Linked DNA regions of Canis lupus: region 2 is linked to region 1. A link is a contact called in public Hi-C data. All regions are on one chromosome and are shown on one strand. The core of a region is the stretch at or near the end of the contact, and the rest is flanking DNA. Distances in the headings are between cores, read along the strand shown.

Region 1 (6,142 bases), core at 2,732-5,231:
GAGACTCGACCCTGGGTCTTCAGGATCAAGCCCCGGGCCGAAGGCAGACGCCAAACTGCTGAGCCACCCAGGGATCCCTAAAGATTTATTTATTTATTTGAGAGAGAGAGAGATACAGGGAAGGGCAGAAGGAGAGAGAATCCCAAGCAGACTCACGCGGCGCTGAGCTCAACTTGGAGCTCGATCCCACAACCCTGAGATTATGACCTGAGCAGAAACCAAGAGTCACATGCTCAATCGACTGCTCCACTTAGGTGCCCCAAAGGCAGTGGTTTTCAATGTTTAAAACCATGACCTGGGCAGCCCCGGTGGCGCAGTGGTTTAGTGCCACCTGCAACCCAGAGTGTGATCCTGGAGACCTGGGATCGAGTCCCATGTTGGGCTCCCTGCGTGGAGCCTGCTTCTCCCTCTGCCTGTGTCTATGCATCTCTCTCTCTCTCTCTCTCTCTCTCTCTGTGTGTGTCTCTCATGAATAAATAAATAAAATCTTTAAAAAAATGAAATAAAAAAACCATGACCTACAAGAAATGCATTTCTCATCTCAATCCATTACTCTGATGAGCATTTACATATATATATGTATATCCTGACACAAAAGTTTTATGCAACTAGACATTCCTTTTTATATATGTAGCCTGTGCTGATGCTTTCCCATTCTATTATTCTTTTTAAGATTTTATTATTTATTTATTCGTGAGAGACACAGAGAGAGGCAGAGGGAGAAGCAGGGATCCTCCCTGAGCTGAAAGTAGATGCTCAACCACTGAGCCACCCAGGCATCCCTATTCTATCTCTTTTTTAGAAAATTCTGGGTGCAATCCACTAAATTGATTTCATGACCCATTAATGGGTCTCAACCCACCATCGAAGAACGCTGCTCTAGATGGAGGAGTCAGTTCTTCACTCTGCTGGTCTTCAGCTCCTGACAGCTAGAATTGAGCCCCAGTTTCTTGAGTTTCTTCCCTCCGTGTTCCCCTTACAAATACACCCTGTACCAGACCTCTAGTCCCACGCCACCACCATCATCAGGTTATCAGATCTGTTCTGATCAGACTTCCTCTGATGGCCCCAGACCCCGCTCCTCACAGACAGAGCTAAGCCTAACATCCCAGGAGGGCCACCAGGTTCATATCTGTAGGCTGCTTTCAGCTGTAAGAATACTGCAAGAATAAAATAAACTTCAAGGGGTTAATCATATCACACAAGCAGGAAGCCCAGAGGTAGGTGGCTCCAAAGCTGGATAATTAAGTGATCACATGGCCTTCCATTTATTTCCCAGTTGCCATCCACCAACCTTTGGAAATGCCTTTCTCTACCTTGGTCTCAGTGTGACAAGCATGCTATGTTAAGGGGCTTTTGTGGGTAGCAGGAGAAGGGAAGGGTGGAGCCCGGGTTTCAGCTGGCTGGGTAAGAGAGTGAGTCACCCAGTGGCTGGGCCCCTTCAGCCCCATGTAAGGACAGACCATAGCCGCCCACTGCCCGCCTGGACTGTGTCTGGACAGAAATGGGCATGTCTGCTTTGCAAGGGGCCCCACCTCATGCTCGGATAACCCCATCATGAATCAAGAAGTCCAGAGATGCTTATCAAACCCCTTCTCTCCACGAGTCACAGGCCCTAAAAAGCAGAAATGACTCCTGCCTTCACCTACAGATCCACGCCAGAGCTGAGCAGAGAACCCAACATTCCGTCTCTACCTCAGGGCTGGATACCTTGGAGCTGGAATAAAAGAAGCTCTCTGGTGCCCCCTCATCCTTTGGACTTTTTCTAAGTCCTATCTCCAGCACCCAGACCTTTTCTGTCCACCTGCCCCTTGTCTGCTGGTTTCTCCAGTGAGAGCTGGAGGCAGGGCTGGGGTGGGGGTGTGGTACTGGTGGAGCCTCCACCACTGTCTCAGGCTTTGGTGGTAACGGATAGCATACCCCAACCATGATCCATGTCTAGTAGCACCTAGGACGGTGTGTGAGCCGTGAAGGAACCTGAGATCAACCTCCATTTTAGAGATGTGGACTCTCAGGTCCAGAGAGGGGTAGTGATTCGCCCAATGCCACACAGCTAGTTAGCAGCAGGAGCATGAAGTAGGGTCTCCTGCCCTCCAAAGCCTCCATTCTCACTGTTCCCACCTGCCTGGTCCCTGGTTTGCTTTCTAGTTGGCTCTACCCTCTACTCTCTGAACCCAGAACCAAGTCTAGGGAGCGACTCTGAAGTGTGAGGCTGCCCAATCCATGCTCTCCTGCCAGTGGGGGAAGGCCCTGTGTCCCTCTCCCAAGCTGGTTTTCATCTCCTGCTAGATAAAGCAAAAGGACGGAATGAGAATCCACACCGCAGGCCTAGAGATAATAAATACTAACCCTTCTGAATAAAGTCCTACTTTCAACGAAGGGGAACAGGGCTTGGCAGGCTCTGGGAAGAATTTGCTCCAGGAGCTGGTGCTAGGGAGGGTGTGGTGCCAATCTGTGTGGGAGCTCTGCCTGTGGGCAGAGAGGGAGGGCCCACGGGGGTATGTGCTCGTGCATACGTGTGTGCAGGAAGAAGGTGGGTGGCGTAGACATCCAGGGGAGTGCTGGACTGGGGAGTTGGAATGCCAGAGTTCTCTCTGCCACATGTTAGCCCTGTGACCTTGGAAAAGCTTCAGTGTTCCCAGCTGCCAAATGGGGATGTTAAGAAACCCCTTCCTAGGGTTATTAAGAAGATCCAAACAAGTGGATGGCTGTGAGTGGGCTCCCAGGGACGCAGCATGAGGCTGTTCTGGGATTGAAGTTGGACGAGTCGTCTTGCTCCCCTTGGGTCTTCGCTGGAGCTGAGGGTGTCAGGCAGTATTTGGTCTGGGGAAGGGCAAGGCAGGGCAGGGCAGGGCAGGACAGAGCACAGTGGCTCCAAGCCCCTCTCCTGTGACTTCCTCCCTTACTTCCTTGGCTGCCCTAGGCAGCACTAAATCAGGTCACCACTTGTCTCTCCTTGCAGTGGCTGTCATGCAGGCGGCTCCTGCCCAGCTCCCAATCCAGGTCACTGGCTCCCACACCCCTCCCTTCCCCAGCAGCCAAGGAGACAGCCTCAGTGCTTTTGTTCTTAAGTGCTGCTCATTAGACCCTGGCTGTGTGCCTGACACTGGGCCCATTGCTCTAAGAAGAAATAAGAGGCCCCCTTTGCAGCGTGCGATATGCCAGCCTCCATCACGAGATTGTCTCCCGGAGGGAGATAGGATCACTTCTATTTTATAAGTGAAGAAACTGAGGCTCAAAAAGAAAAAAAAAAAAAAAAAAAAAAGAAAGAAACCGAGGCTCAAAAGGTGAGTATTTCCATCCAGGTCACCCAGCTGGCAAGGGCAGAAGCAAGGTTGAAACCTAGATCTGGCTGATTGCCGAGCCTGTGCTTTTAATCCCCAAGGTCCTGTGTTTCGAAGACAGGAGGCAGAGGGTGCAGGGCAGGCCGGAGCTGGGGGGACCTGGGGAGGAGAGGTGGGGCTCACGCTGAGACTAAGCCGAGGTCCGAGGGGAGCATACGGGGACAGAGGCCCGGAAGGGGGAAAGGCCTGCGGCGTGATGGGGAAGCACACACACTCACCCAGACACACACACACACACACACACACACACAATGGAAAACACCCAGACACACGCAGACACACTGGAAAGAGGCTGGCAAACACCCAAGCACCCGCAGCACCGGCGCACACAGAAAAGACACACGCGCAGACCCAGCTGCACACAAAAGACACACAGGGACCCAGAAATGCACACCCATGTTGATACACATCAGAGACGCGCACAGACCCAGTGACACTCCGACTCCTACACAAACACCCACACACACGCGATCTGGAGGGAAGGGAGGGGAGAGCCAGGGCCGCCTCCTCCAAGGCGAAGGGAAAAGCCTTCCCCAGAAGTGCTGAGTCAGCAGCGGGTGACAAATGAGCCTCCGGGGCGCGGCGGCTGGCGGAGAGCACTTAGCATGCGGAGCGCGTGCGTGCCAGCGCCAGCCCGGCCGGCGAGGGGGCAGGAGGCCCCAGGCTGCCTGCTCAGGGGGAGGCCCCGGGGAGGAAGTGACTCACTTTGACTTTGCAAAGCCGGACTTTGCAGCCCAAGGTCACACAGCAGGCGCTGCCAGCCCGCTTCCTGCGGGGAGGAGGGGAGGCGGGGAGGCCCGGTGGGTCAGGCCTGGGAGAGGCTGGACGCAGGTGGGACGGAGGCTGGAGGCCGGGCGCTGGCCCTTGGCCCTTCCCAGTGTCCCGGCCCCGCAGGCCGGGACAGACAGGGGACCCTGGGCTCCGAGCCTGGCTCCGAGCCGGAGTCTGGGTGCGGAGATCCTGGGGGTCCGTCATAAACCCTCGTCTCCACACCCCAACGTCCACACTGGAATCTAGGAAAGGGGCCATCGCGGCAGGCCTGGGTGGTCGCAGCCACCCCCTGGCCTGGCTCTTCTGCCCTCTGACTTTTGTTATTTATTCTTCAGGAAGCAGCCAGCAAGGTCTTTCTTTTCAAGACATCAATCACATCATTTCCTCCAATGGCTTTCCCCTGCACTTAAAATAAATTCAACTCTTCGTCGTTGGTAACGTCTTTCAATCAGGCCACTCTTGACCCTGGAAGGAAGAACTGTTAAAAAGGACATGAGGGCCACATGGGACCCGGGGCATCCCTGGCCCACAGCCCTACCCTGGACCTGTGTCCACCTCCTGTGTCCTCACCCCTGGCTTTGCAGGACCGACAGGCCCTAATCTCAGCAGAAATGAGATAAACTCAGAGCGTCTCAAAGATGTTGTCACTCTCCATGCAATTACTTTGTGTGAGCCCCTTTATAGCATTCGCTGCTATCTGGGCTTATCTTTTTTATTTGTTTACTTCCATTTTTTTCTGTCCACGCCCCCCTTTCCATAAAAGCTTCTTGATAGCAAAGACCTGTTCTATCCCGTGGGACTATGCTGTGTCCCTAGTACCTGGAAGATTGTTTGGGACATAGTGGTGCTAAGAAACATTTGAGATGTGGTGTGCTGATGAGGGCCAGGCCTGAACGGGCACACATGATTGCAAAAAAACCAGAAAGAGACAGCACATGTGTCCCTAGGGACATGCGAGCAAGGAGCGGGACAGAGCCTGCCGGGGAGTGCTCGTGTGGAGGGCCTACAGGAGCTATGGTAGGGGTAGCCACGGCCCCTAAAACCAGCCAGAAGGCTTCAGAGTATTCCAGGCCTGGCTGAGAATTCCCGCCCTCTAGGTTGCTAGCTTCACGTCTTTAGGCCAGTTATTTACAATCTAGAAAATGAGAATGAAGACACTCTCTCTTCCAGGTGATGGAGGGCTCTGGGGCCCCTCCCAGAGGTCATGGCCTCTCCATGTGAGGTCCTAAGACACGTGGCTCTACCAGAGAAGCCAGAAATGGAGAATTCTTTTCCTTAGGAATGTCCCTGGAAGATGCCATCTGTGTTTCCACTCCAGGCCCTGCCAGGCCCTCTACCTCAGTTTCCTCCTAGGTTACAGAGATCGAGCAGGGCTTCCCTCCTCAAAGGTGGACCTCTAGGGACAGTGGGAAAGTTTGGCAAAATAGAAACACTACCAGGTGCTCATGTCTTGGCTCTATGGTTTGGTGGCCTCTAAGCTGGTGGACTTCTTTTCTTCTGTTTGTTGACTCCTGTCTTTTCCATCCCCACCGTCCCACAATGAGGATCCAGTAAGATAATCATCACGATGATGCTTTGGAAAGTATGCCTACTGGAGGAATGTAAGGGAGTATTCTTAGCTGAGATTTACTCAGGGATGTGGGGCGCAGAAAGCTGCTGAAGCCCCTTTCTCTCTATTCCCAAGGGCCAGTCTTTCTGACACCCCAGCCTCCATCCCATCTTTGTGAGCTGATGCAGCAGCCCCTGGCATGGCTGTTTGTGCTTTGGTGGAAAAATAGAAAAGGAAAGTGGCCCTGGGGGGTGGAGGGTAGCCCTCAGGAGCCTGCACCTCCTGCTACCTGTCTGCAGAGGAACCCCAGGAAGGAAGGACAGCTGCTTGCCCCCAGGTCCCCTGCCCTGTGCTGCTTGCACCATCCGGGGCTGGTTCTGTGCCTGGGGTCCTTCCTGCTGCAGTTCCAGGCAGGGCAGGCTGTCTGGGCAGCAAGTGGGTGGCCTGAGGCTACTCTTCCCCAGTCTTTTGTCCTGAC
Region 2 (5,946 bases), core at 646-3,145, 68 kb before region 1:
ACGCCCAGCACATAAAGTCCTCTTTAATAAACATACACCATTTTTCAGTGGAACAGCCTCAAGGTGTCAAAAGTACATAAAGGTCTGAAAGCTGAAACCCTAGACAAACAGTGGGCTGAAATATATTTAGCAGAAAATATTGAAAGCCACTGGAAAAATATGTTCTCTTCCTGGGATGTTAACAAAGGTTTAGGTTCAGGAAACCTTCAGGAAAGAGCAAGTTGGGTTGAGGAGGAATACTGTTCAATGTAAATAAATCCTTAAAACCTCCTTGGCCTTCCTGGGCCTTGGCTGGAACGGAGTATTTCATTTTTTTCCCCCATTAAACAGGCCACCCGGAGAGTTGGCATTAGAGACCTGAACATGTACCAAATCTGAATGTGCTATTTTGTTTCTGTACATTGAATCAGACCGTGTTTCAAAGAGCAGCTTGTGCAAAATGGGGTGGGGGGGGCGACCATCCCCGACTAGTGCGCCCTCACTCAGAGTCAGTGACAGATCGGTTTCGGCCCCCCATTGCCCAGTGTCTTGTCCCCGACAGGAACATACCCTTGGTTATTGCTGCCCAAGGTGATGTCATGCTCACTCGGCCTGAAGGTTCACTTAGGTTGTACCTCTCCTGCAATAAAATGGCTTCAGAAAGACCCACGTTTCCTGCTGTCTCAAGGTAGGAGAGAGAGAGAGAGAGAGAGAGAGAGAGAGAGAGAGAGAGAGAGAGAGGCAGAGCAGGACAGGGCAGGCAGCCACTCTCCCTAAGATGGATGCTGCATGATGTAAGCGGCTGGCTAACTCTCTGGCATCCTTGCAGTTTTAAGTTGCCAGCAAAATATTATTAAAAAGATAAAATACACGCAAACCGTGCAGAATGTAGGGCTGCTGTGTTTACATCCGGGTTTTGATGACTCAAAGACTTAGACTCCGGCTTGCTGAAAAGCTCTATTAAAAACACAGCTTTTGTGAAAGCCCCCAGGGAGCAGGAAGCCGGGCCGGGGTGGGTGGGTGGGTGGGGGGATGGGGAGGGGGTGCGTGATGTCTGGAGGTGGGGGTGGGGGTGGGGACCCTCCCCTCCCCTCCCCCTCCCCACCGAGGGCCCCAGGCCCCGGGCTGCCACTTAAGCCCCCACCCCCCGCGGGAAGAGCTTGGAGGTTAACCTTCTCTCGGCTTTGGAACCAGAGCAGGCAGGGTTAACCTTTTTCCAGAACATTTATTTCACCATCTCACTGACTAGAGGGAGGAGGGGCAGGAGGCAGAGCGAGAGCCTGCCGCGCTGAGAGGCTGCGGATCACAAGGCCATTCTGATAGCCTCCTGTCCCCATGGCAACTGCAACGGCATTTATCAGTTCCTTCTGCGCACAGGCACAGCAAATCTGCATTGCACATGGCAGGCTTCCAGCATTTCAAATGAAAGAGCACTTTGAACGGCTGCCAAGTTTGGAAGGAGCAGAACTGTCAGGGCTGCTTAAAGCTGGCAGTTTATACTGGGGAGGCTTTCGCTTCCCACAATCCTCCGGGCCTGGCGCGCTGCCAAGTACTTAGCGGAAGCTAAAAAGTAACTCGCTCCCCTCCCTCCCCGCCCCTCCCCTGCGCCCTCCTCCCCTCCCCCTGCTCGCACTCCCCCTCCACGCCATTCACCGCAGTGCTCTCAAAATTTTCCACATGTCCTGTGTCACCAGTGCAGGCTGTACAATGAAAACCAGAACGCAGGCTGCCTGCGACCGGGCTCCTATTAATAAGGGGCGGGTGGGGGGGTGCGGGGGACGAGGCGGGCCGGGATCAGAGGCACTGACAGTCGGGGCACCCTGTCCCCGCCGTACCTGCCGCCGCCGCTGGGTGCGAGCCCGCGCGTGCGTGTGTGCATGTGCGCGCGTGTGCATGTGCGCGCGTGTGCATGTGCGCGCGTGTGCATGTGCGCGCGCCTTTCACTCTTAAAAATGCATTAATGAAAATAAAAAATAAGAGCAGCTTCAGAAGGGGTAGACACCCTGAGCACGGGGGTGGGGGTGCGGAGGGTGGGCTTCGGTTGGCTGGTTTGGAGCTTCATTGAGGCTGGAAAATGGAGGTCATGCAGGCAGCGTTGTTCAGATCCAGCCTTTCCAAGAGCCCTGGGGAAGAGGGTTGTTATTGAGAACGGAGCCCGTTTCTAGAGCTTTCCCTGAATCTCTCGAGTGTCACGGTGAAAGCTCTGAGGCCACCGATGGGGAGGGAGTCCGGAGATGGCTTTCCATGGAAAGTTTACCAGATAACTTCTGACCGTCACGCAGAGCACAAGGGCTTCTGCTAGCAGAAACTGGGAAATTGGCATAGCGTTCACTGTGCTGGATTTAAAAAAAAAAAAATTATAATCTACACTGAGATCAAGGGCCCGGGCTTTATTTTCCAGTACAAATAGAACGAAAATTGTCTGCCGCTTAGGCGGTTGGATCGAGTTCAGGAAAACTATGTCTGGCATTAATTCCAAAGTGGAGGTTTTGGTTCAAGCGAGGCCCATTAATTTCAGTAAACTGTTTTCACTAGTCCAGACCCTGCTGTGCAAGGACTATTTATTACCTTTTGCTAACCTGATGTCTGCAGAGTTGTAAAGCAAAGGGAAGAAAAAAAAAATCCAGGGTGGAGATATCTATATCTTGGATCAAATGGGTTTTGCACCTTCCCTTTGGGGGCCATGTTTTATGGGGCGTTTTCTATCCTTGGTTTTTCTTTATCAGGCCCAGTTTTTTTTTTTTTTTTAAATCTATCTTGCAATGAATTAGAGGGGGAAAAAATCCTGATGGGAAGGAATCTGGGTGAGAGCAAATACCTATCTTTTTTGCCTCTTTCAGGGGGGCACCTCCCGGCCACAGGATGTTTTGTGTGCTTGTCCCAGGCTTCCAGGTCCAGTGCAAAGCCCTGACATGATTCACCTCAACGATCCAGTCTAAAATACACCAAGACAGTCAATTTTGGCATTTGTTCTCCCTTAGGAATTTTACTAGCTGCCTTAGAAAAGCACATAAATTGTTTTCCCCTCCCTCTTTTTTTCCCCCGTGCCTCCTCTCTGCATCCCCCTCCCTAGTCCATCTTGATGTCATTTCAAAGAGAAGGATGAAAAGGGGGGATTTGTCAGGAGGTCAGGTTGGTGAATGTGTCTTTCCAGCCCCCAACACACACACACACACACACACACACACACACACACACACACACACCCCAGCTGAGAATGTTAATCAGAATTAAAAGCTAGTCAGTCCTATTAAAGCATCAAACATCAAGACCTAGAGGATGGGGAATATAGGGTGGGGGGGTAGACCGGGTGGGGCTGAAATGTGATTCAGGCCTCTGTACTGACTTATTAAAAGAAAGCAGGGTAAAGGTAGCACCAATTTGATCAGCTTGTCAAATGTCAAAATTATTGGTCTTTTAACTACCCCCCCCAACCCCGCCCCAGCAGAGTCAAGTTTTGTGCCTTTCCCAAGTGTGATTAATCTCTGGCAGAGACCAGAAACAGGAGTAGGTTTCTTGGCTGCCCGTTCTGATAAACAATCTGTTCCTGGGAAGAGTAGGTGAAGGGGGCGTAAATTGAGGGGGTAATCTTGGGGTGTGGTGCCGTGGGGGGGGGGGTCGTCGCCCAGAGGAGGGGGGTGTGAGGCCAGCCTAGCTAACTCTTGCAAAGGTCCGCCTTCCCGGAAAATGCAAGTGACCTTCCTTGGAGCTCGTGGTTTTGGGGTGGGTCAGGTTTCCTGCCTTTAAGAATGTGAGCAGACAGTGAATCCATTCTTGCTGCCAGTTCACAACGTCCAGGAAAGGTCGGGGCGGGTGGCGGGTGGGGGGGGGGACCCAGAGGCCTTGGGGAGCAGGAGGTGAGGGGAGGGCACCCTGGGCATTGCAGACCACCAGGTGGTGTGTGCAGCTGGCCAGGGGAAACTGAGGCAGCCGCAGGGAAGGCTGGGGGCTGGGTGGGGCCCATGGTGCTAGGAAGTATCGCCAAGCAGAACGGGGGTGGGGGGGGTGGGGAGGTGGGGGGGGTTGTGCAGAAGATGTTCAAAACAAAAGGAGGGACAATTTCCCTTCGTTGGAGGTCGCTGGTACGGAAACTGTAGGCAAGAAGCTGGCTGTGGATTTTGCAGTGGGTTTATTGTGTGGGCATCCAGGCAGAAAGCAGCAATCTGAAAAAGTGGGGAGGGGGAGAGTCTGTGGGTGAAGAGAAATCAGTGCCGAGAAGGCTGTGCGCGGCTGGGAAATGTCACTAAGGAGAGTGCAGTGGCCCTGGATACAAGGTGAATAATCGGCTGCCTTTTGGAAAGAAATGTAAAAATATCAATAAAGGCAAGAAACCCTTGTCTTCTCAACTTGAAAAGCAAATCCACCTCTCACCTTCTGCCTCTCCTCCCCACCCCAACCTGCACACACACTCAGGCACCCATACACACACACACACACACACACCCCTCTTGTCCACTCTGCATCCAAGAAGCCTGGACCAGGCTCACTTTCCTTTGGATTTAATTACATGAAAATGCTGAACAAAACCCTGTAATTACACCCTTAGTCCCTGCCACTCAGACCCAGCACACTTCCTGCCTTAGTTTTGTTTTTTAAAGAAGAGGTCATTGCCTCTTTTCTTTCCAAATTGACCAAAACAAAAAAGTAAAAACCCCAAATAAATCCAACTGCTCCAAGCTTCAGCACACCAGGGATTTGGGAAATCTGTGTCCCTCTAGGAAAGATGAGAGAAGACAGCCTGACCTGGCTGCTTTCTCACTCTGGCTCTTAGGTAGAGGGGCAGTCACTGCTTACTCATCTGCCCGCCCAGAAGAACAGAGATGGCAGACTGGCCACCCCAGAAGGAAATCTTCCAGGGACAGGGTGAGTGTGGGCAGGCCTTAGTTAGCACCGGGCCTCCATTTCCAGGTATTTTACTGAGAAGGGCTTGGAGCTGGAAGAGATTTGGGACCCCGGCTCACCTTTCTATGGCCTGATGCATTAACATACAGAATTTCACAGCAAGCCCCTGAAGTAGGGAGAAGAAATTTTAATATCAACACTCACACTCAATGTGTGAGGAAACTGAGGCCCAGAGAGGAGAAATAGATTTCTCTAAGTCACGTGGCTGGCGGGGTGGTGAACAAGCACTGTCTATGCTATTACCTCAGGAGACCAGGACAACTTGAAGGAAATGGAGACTTCTAGATTTGGGGCTGGAACCAGGCAGACCTAGTTCATCATTAGATCCCCAGGACTGAGAAAGTGCTGCCTAAAGGAATAGTTGAATAACGGAATAAATGGCAAATGGAAGAGCACACATTAAGGAGCTGGGGAATGGGAACCCATCAGGCCATCTGGTGGCCCAGTTTCAGCTTTGAAACAAAAGTAAGTGATGAGAATAGTTTCACACCCACTAGGGACATATCAGGCTGGGATCCTTTGGGTCTGGCCAGAGAGGGAAATTCAAGTGAAAACATGGTGGTCCTCTAGATGGATCAGGGTTGGGGGTACCCTTTGTTCCCGCGCTATCTCCAGTGATGCCTACGCCAGGCTTGGTTGTCAGGGGTGTAGACCTCCCCTGGGCTAGAAGTCATTTGTTGTTGTTGTTTTAAGATTTATTTACTTATTTGCCGGTAAAGGGGTGGGGAGCAGAGGAAGAGGAAGGGAGAGGGAATCCCAAGCAGACTCCCAGATGAGCACAGAGCTCCACTCAGGGCACATCCCACAACCCAGAGATCATGACCCCAAGATCATGACCCAAGCTGAAATCAAGAATAGGATACTTAACCTGCTGAGCCACCCAGGCGCCCCTGGGATAGAAGTGTTTTGAGGGCAGCAGCCAGAGTCATCAAGCAGCCTCTAGCCCAACGATAGGACAGTACAGACTAGGTAGGTGTGCACAGTCAGTGTTCTGTGAATTAGGTGAGAACAAAGATTTGCTTCTTGTATGATATGGTATGTGGGACTGGAAGGAGGTTCCTTGCA

The links. A called contact is a pair of places that touch in the nucleus more often than the background predicts.
Region 2: a Hi-C map of blood shows a contact between it and region 1, with 1.9 times the contacts expected there. The contact joins two enhancer-like sites. A contact is called at or near these places in 3 of 9 Hi-C or Micro-C datasets (blood, skin fibroblasts and tumor fibroblasts).

The regions. Positions count from the first base shown.
Region 1 is chr8:50,122,585-50,128,726 of UU_Cfam_GSD_1.0, reverse strand. No RefSeq gene overlaps it. Among named protein-coding and RNA genes, the nearest start is that of IRF2BPL, 57 kb to the left of the region's middle. Within about 2 kb of position 3,981, at least 14 of the 20 cell types and tissues checked have an H3K27ac peak or open chromatin away from gene starts, as enhancers often do. A contact at or near this core is called in blood, where this site is marked.
Region 2 is chr8:50,188,985-50,194,930 of UU_Cfam_GSD_1.0, reverse strand. It overlaps LOC111097117 (a long non-coding RNA gene), which reads right to left. Exons shown (of 3, transcript XR_005363585.1): 2 at 2,798-2,914; 3 at 1,750-2,102. LOC119872908 (a long non-coding RNA gene) reads left to right here. Exons shown (of 2, transcript XR_005363590.1): 2 at 1-58. Among named protein-coding and RNA genes, the nearest start is that of IRF2BPL, 8.9 kb to the right of the region's middle. Within about 2 kb of position 1,895, at least 7 of the 20 cell types and tissues checked have an H3K27ac peak or open chromatin away from gene starts, as enhancers often do. A contact at or near this core is called in blood, where this site is marked.